Regions from separate parts of the Sus scrofa genome. Here region 1 is linked to region 2. Evidence: chromatin contacts called from public HiChIP or PLAC-seq data. All regions are on one chromosome and are shown on one strand. The core of a region is the stretch at or near the end of the contact, and the rest is flanking DNA. Distances in the headings are between cores, read along the strand shown.

Evidence for each region. HiChIP or PLAC-seq counts read pairs in DNA pulled down with a chosen protein or histone mark.
Region 1: a contact with region 2 is called in an H3K27ac HiChIP or PLAC-seq map of skeletal muscle, with 8 times the contacts expected there. The contact joins two enhancer-like sites. A contact is called at or near these places in 17 of 47 Hi-C or Micro-C datasets (embryonic fibroblasts, epiblast stem cells, fetal heart ventricle and 9 more) and 1 of 2 datasets of contacts at active chromatin or transcription factors (skeletal muscle).

Annotation. Positions count from the first base shown.
Region 1 is chr18:44,950,450-44,953,378 of Sscrofa11.1, forward strand. No RefSeq gene overlaps it. Among named protein-coding and RNA genes, the nearest start is that of HIBADH, 33 kb to the right of the region's middle. Within about 2 kb of position 1,507, at least 36 of the 83 cell types and tissues checked have an H3K27ac peak or open chromatin away from gene starts, as enhancers often do. A contact at or near this core is called in skeletal muscle, where this site is marked.
Region 2 is chr18:44,748,781-44,752,054 of Sscrofa11.1, forward strand. The region is part of intron 2 of JAZF1 (JAZF zinc finger 1); the gene reads left to right. Among named protein-coding and RNA genes, the nearest start is that of TAX1BP1, 160 kb to the right of the region's middle. Within about 2 kb of position 1,496, at least 1 of the 83 cell types and tissues checked has an H3K27ac peak or open chromatin away from gene starts, as enhancers often do. A contact at or near this core is called in skeletal muscle, where this site is marked.

The sequences.
Region 1 (2,929 bases), core at 257-2,756, 200 kb after region 2:
AGGATACAAGCACATGACTCTGAAGTCAATCCCCAAACACATTTAATATCCTTTCCACATTTTATTCTTCTGCCTAAACAAATAACTGTAATGCTTGTGAGAAACAGTAGGCCTTTTGCCAATTTTTCTAGCTGAGAACAGATGCAAAGGATTCCTTTTGCTCATGGTCTTGAGATAAACCCAAAACCAGGGTTTTGGTTTTTGGTTTTTGTTTCTTCTTTTTTAGGGCAGCAGGTGCGGCATATGGAAGTTCCCAGGCTGGTGGTTGAATCAGAGCTACAGCTGCCGGCCTGCGCCAGAGCCACAGCAACTCCAGATCTGAGCCACGTCTGTGACCTGCACCACAGCTCATGGCAATGCCAGATCCTTAACTCACTGGGCAAGGGCAGGGATGGAACCCGCAACCTCATGGTTTCTAGTCGGATTCGTTAACCATTAAGCCACCATGGGAACCCCTGATTCACAATTTTTAAAAATTAGACTCCATTTATAAGCATAAAATATTGCCTATATTCCCTGTACTGGACAATATATCCTTGTAGGTTATTTTATTTTAATTTTATTTTCTTTTATTCTTTTTCTGGCTACCATATGGAGGTCCTGGGCCAGAGATCAGACTCAAGCTGCGGTTGCAACCTACGCTGCAGCTGGGGCAACGCTGGATCCTTTAACCCACTGTGCTGGGCTGGGGATTGAACCGACATCCTGGGGGATCACCGAGACACCACTGATCCCGTTTCGCTACAGCAGGAACTTCTTCCTTCTCATTTTTTAAAGTTTTATTAAAACTATAGTTGCTTTACAATGTCATGGTAATTTCTATCTTCCACAATTTCTGGATCTTTACCCTCATTCTCACAAGATGCTCTCCTGGGCTCCAAGCACCACCCTTCACATTGAAAACAAAAAGGCTGGGAGTTCCCGTCGTGGCGCAGTGGTTAACGAATCCGACTAGGAACCATGAGGTTGTGGGTTCGGTCCCTGCCCTTGCTCAGTGGGTTAACGATCCGGCGTTGCCGTGAGCTGTGGTGTAGGTTGCAGACGCGGCTCGGATCCTGTGTGGCTGTGGCTCTGGTGTAGGCCGGTGGCTACAGCTCCGATTCGACCTCTAGCCTGGGAACCTCCATATGCCGCGGGAGCGGCCCAAAGAAATAGCAAAAAGACAAAAAAAAAAAAAAAAAAAAAAGAAAAAGAAAACAAAAAGGCTGGGGGTGGGAGGTGGGGAGACCCTTTTTTTTTCTTTTCTTCTTTCCCAGAAATTCCCAGCAGACTTCCCTTTATGTCACAGGCCAGAATTGAGGGCACGAGAGAAGCTGAGAATGCAAGTGCTTGGCATTTTCTGCCTCTGCTGTGGGAGACTGTGCTGCCAGCAAGGAAGACAGAGCAGAGGAGGTCTGACCTTGGGAAGGCAGCCAACAGTGTCTGCCACAGGGGCTTGGTAGCTATGGTCACTGCATGGGCCTTGCCAGTTTCCAGTGGCCAATGAGCTGAAACACAGCCTGTGCAGTGTCACAGGCAGCGGGAGCAAGAGGAGAGGGGAAACCGCACGGCTGGTATAGAAAGGCAGTCTGATGACGTGGCAGCCTGCAGAAGTCAGAACACTTGTCTTGCTCCCTAATCCACAAAGCCGCTCAAGCCAGCAGGAGAAAACAGCCAGGGTAATCGACAGAGTACTGAATACGACATAATGAATGTTGCCCATGAAATCCTTGCTGGATTATTTCCCCACTCTGAAGCCTCAGGCAGGTTGAAACTGATCTTTCTGATGGGATTTCCTCTTGGAACGATTTGCCAGGAAGTTTACTCCGTATTTGTTTGTTCATATTTTTATTCATGAGTGCTCCTGCAGCGCAGGAGGATTAAGATCAGAGTAGGTATTTAGGAACTCAGTGAGCAAATCCAGAAGCCAATGGACAGAGCATGGTTTGCTCTGTTATCAAAGATATTACGATCTTTCATTTGCATGTATTAATGAGGACACGTTCCCCTACAGAAGCCAAGGAAGAATGCCATCTTCCCAGCAGCCTCAAAAGAGCTATTCTCCGTATTTCCATTAAAATAAAGCGGTTAATGCATAGCAAAGCCAGAGGGGGATTGACGGGTCATTGTATATTGTAAATTGTAGACAAACATCTTTTGTTGCTGCGGTTCATAAAAACATGATAATAAACATCCTAATCAAATTTAAAAGGCAAGCATTTGAATATTTTTAATTAAAAGGACTAGGGCAGAGTGCTACATTTAGCTGAATCTAGAGTTCCCACTTCAGGCTTGAATCCTAAATGTGGGCATTATTGCTTTTTACAATACACCATTGATAGAACACCAACTTTAAAGCCAATTAAAGGTTGGCAATCTTCCTACCATTGGCAAAGTAACACTTGTTAACAGTTTCCCCTTGTGACACGTTTCAGCATAATCACTGATTTCTGGAAACCTTATTTAGCACTTACGGATATTTTGAAATCTCTAATGAATTTCTTTTTATAGACATTTTTACATTTTACTCTAATTTTTTAAAGGTGTTCAGGTAGTTTAATTTTTTTTTTCAGGTAGTTTAATTTTATACACTCAGATGGTGCATGTACCGAGATATTTATGTGGGAAGGACAAAATGTTAGTGTGTAGAACTAAGCACTATTTTCTGTAAATAACGGTTTGTTCATAATACTCAGATTTTAATGGTTCCATTTCTGAAATCGAATTGTATCCAAATTCATTCAGAAAAACTTCACCTTAGAACCTGAACAAGCAGATATTTTTCTATTTAATAAGTTACAAGTTCTTGTCATTTAAGATTTGGCTAAAAAAAAAAATAGAATAAGTAAATTCTTCCACAGTTATTTACTACAAATAAAAGTGTTTTGGAGGCTAGTAAAATCTTTTTTTCATTTCATATGGAAATAATTTGATAAGCTTGGCAAGGATG
Region 2 (3,274 bases), core at 246-2,745:
TCCAGGTCCGTGTCTACACTTAAGCATCTTCCTTTTCAATGATCAGTGTCACTTCCCACTTGTGAGCTCACCAGATTTTAAATCCCAGTAGCTGATTTCTGCCCTTAAATTATCACCACTGTTTTCTCTTCCATTTCTTAGTTCATTTGGGGAAGAGGTGGTGAACAGGCCCATATATACTGTCAAATTATTCAGAGAAAATGGAAATTTCCATAGGTAGAAAAAGTGTGCAACCATGTAATGAAGCAACCATGTGGCTGCTTGCCACTCTGCTCTTAAATTTCCAGTGTGACTCCAGTGTGAGCAGGCAAAGCGTCCTCAATTACCGCCTGATTGTGTGCAAACAGGAAAAGTTCAAATATTATAAACCATTGACAGCTCCATTCTTCAGCTAGATTCTGTTTATGAGCTGCTGATTTTCCACCTTTGCTCAAGAGGATATGCAGATGTCTCTGCTCTCAAAGTCGCCAGTCTAATCCATGAGGTGATATGAATATTTATGAGTAATTATAAAATAGCCAAGTACTGAACCTTGCAATTTTCTTATAGTTGGAATTGGCATCCACACGAGATAAATGTCGGCTGGAGTGATGATGAAAATGTAACTTGAGCTAAGCCTTAAAGGATCATTAGGGCTTTTTAAGAAGGGGTGCTTAAGCTAAAAATAATAAGTTAGTGGCAATATAAAATTTTTATATACTTTAATCAGGATGGGCTTCACTATACTGCTTTAACAAATACTCCCCAAATGTCAGTGACTTAACACAAGTTTGGTTTTTGCTTGTACATGTGCCGTGTAGCTCAGTAAGAAAGCTCTGCTTATTTTAGTCAACCAGGAACCTAGTCTGATTTATTTTGACCCTCATTCTGTAATCACTGTAGCAAGAGGAAGCATCACCGTGAATGTCATTTCCATATATTTTCACAGGCCAGATCAAGTCTTCTGGCTGTGCCCTATCATGTGCCCAGAAATGGGAGGGCCAGAGATACTTAGGGAACAGCATCAGTGACTGCCACACTTTTCTGTATAATCCTTAGAAAGACTATAACATTTGGCATATCCCGTAAGTAAAACTCTCTCTTATGCAAGCTGTTCACACCTTGATAATCTCCAGTTTACTTCCTAAGAATTTTTTAATAGTTTGCTTGGTTTCAGCTTCCGTCTAGGAAACTGGGGATACAAGTTGCTAGTCTTATTCAAGCTCCCCACTTGCAAGTACCCTGGCAAGTGTTCTAACAGAGATCTTACGTTCTGTAGAGAGCATGCGTAGCTGCCGTTGCTGGTTTCTACCCAACACTGTCCCTCCCCTTGTCATTCGCTGGAGGAGCTCTAAATCTATTCAGGTGGTAAATCTTCTTCTAAGCTCAGACGTTCTCAAACCAACAGCCTTAGTGCCACCTGGGAACTTATGAGCAGTGCAGATTCTTAGGTGCCACCCCAGGCCTGAATCAGAAACTTTGGTCCTAGCTCATGATGGCAGTTTATTCTCCTTGCCACTGCTTGACAGAAAGTTAATATCGTGATGCAGGTCTAACCAGTGAAACATGAGAGGACGCATGCTAGACTGGAGGGTGGGAAAAGGTCATCTTTTTAAAAGACGGTGTCTTGAAGTAAGTCCAAGAAAGACAAATACTGTATATCATTTACATGCGGAATGTAAAAAAATACAACAGGAAGCCCACCTTGTGGCGCCGTGGAAATGAATCCAGCTAGTATCCATGAGGATGCGGGTTCGATCCCTGGCCACACTCAGTGGGTTGGGGATCCAGCATTGCCATGAACCGTGGTGTAGGTCGCAGACGCAGTTCGGATCCCGTGTTGCTGTGGCGGTGCTGGCCGGCAGCTGTAACTCTGATTCAACCCCATGGAACTTCCGTAGGCCATGGGTGCAGCCCTAAAAAGCTAAATAAATAAAACTAGTGAATCAAACACAAAAGCAGCAGACTCACAGACTTAGAGAACAAACTAGCAGTTACCAATAAGGAGAGGAACGAGGAGGCGGGCAGGATAAGCTTAGGGGGGAAAAGAGGGTTTTTATGAGATTATATGAAATCACGTGTGTGAAGCTAATAACAGGCACTCACGGACATGGAGAACAGGCTTGTGGTTGCCAGGGGGGAGGGGAGAGGCTGTGGGATGGACGGGGAGTTTGGGGTTGGTAGATGCAAACTATTACACTCAGAATGGATAAACCACAAAGTCCTACTGAACAGCACAGAGAACAATATCCAGTCTCTTGGGATAGAACACGATGAAAGATGATATAGGAAAGGGAATGTATATATATATATATGTATGACTGGGTCACTTTGCTGAATAGCAGAAATTGGCACAACATTGTAAATCAGCTATAATGTTTTTATTTTGTTATTTTTGTTATTTTTTTGTTTTTTAGGGCTGCACCCGAGGCATATGGAAGTTCCCAGGCTAGGGTTCTAAACAGAGCTGCAGCTGCCAGCTTATACCACAACCATAGCAATGCTAGATCCAAGCTGTGTCTTCGACCTACACCACAACTCACAGCAATGCCGGATCCTTAACCCACTGAGCGAGGTCAGGGATCGAACTCACAACCTCGTGGTTCCTAGTTGGATTCATTTCTCCTGCGCCACAATGGGAACTCCAGCTATATTTTTTTAAAAAAAGGTTATTATAAAAGAATAAAATAGAAGGAAGCTGAGTCCTGGGTGCTACAGAATTTAACCACCTGGAACCACCCTTTAGGCAACATTTTTTTATAGGCGATAAATTCCATATTATAGTAAAGTTTCTTGCAGCAAAAAGCATCCCGGCTGTGGAACGAAAGGTCCACTGTCTTTCCCAGCAGTCTTCCCCTGCTTTGCTGCAGCTCTCAGGAGACCCCTTTGTGGGGATCACTTTGGAAGACCTGAATCACTACCCTGGCTGGATCTAGTCTAAGAGCCCCTTTGGCTGTTTAGTCAGTCCTGTTAGTGCATAAATTCTCCAGCTTATACAATTCATATAGCAAAGTTGTCCTCTTTTGTTCTAAGCAGTCATTTCAGCCTTAAGAGCTCCAGTTTCCAAAAACAATGCATATCTAACAAGCTCAGAGTTGCTGTCCTGGGCCCCACTGTCTCAATTCCGGAGCATCAGATGGGTTGGCCTTTGCTCACACCGCCGCATAGCCAAGCCCCCCTTAAACCAGCTTAAGAATATGTCAGTCAAGTCAACTGTAAAACCTAGAAGAGTGACACGGGCACCAGCTCATCAGTTGGTCCCTTTGCAGGTAGATCTGTACATGTTCCAAGGGGC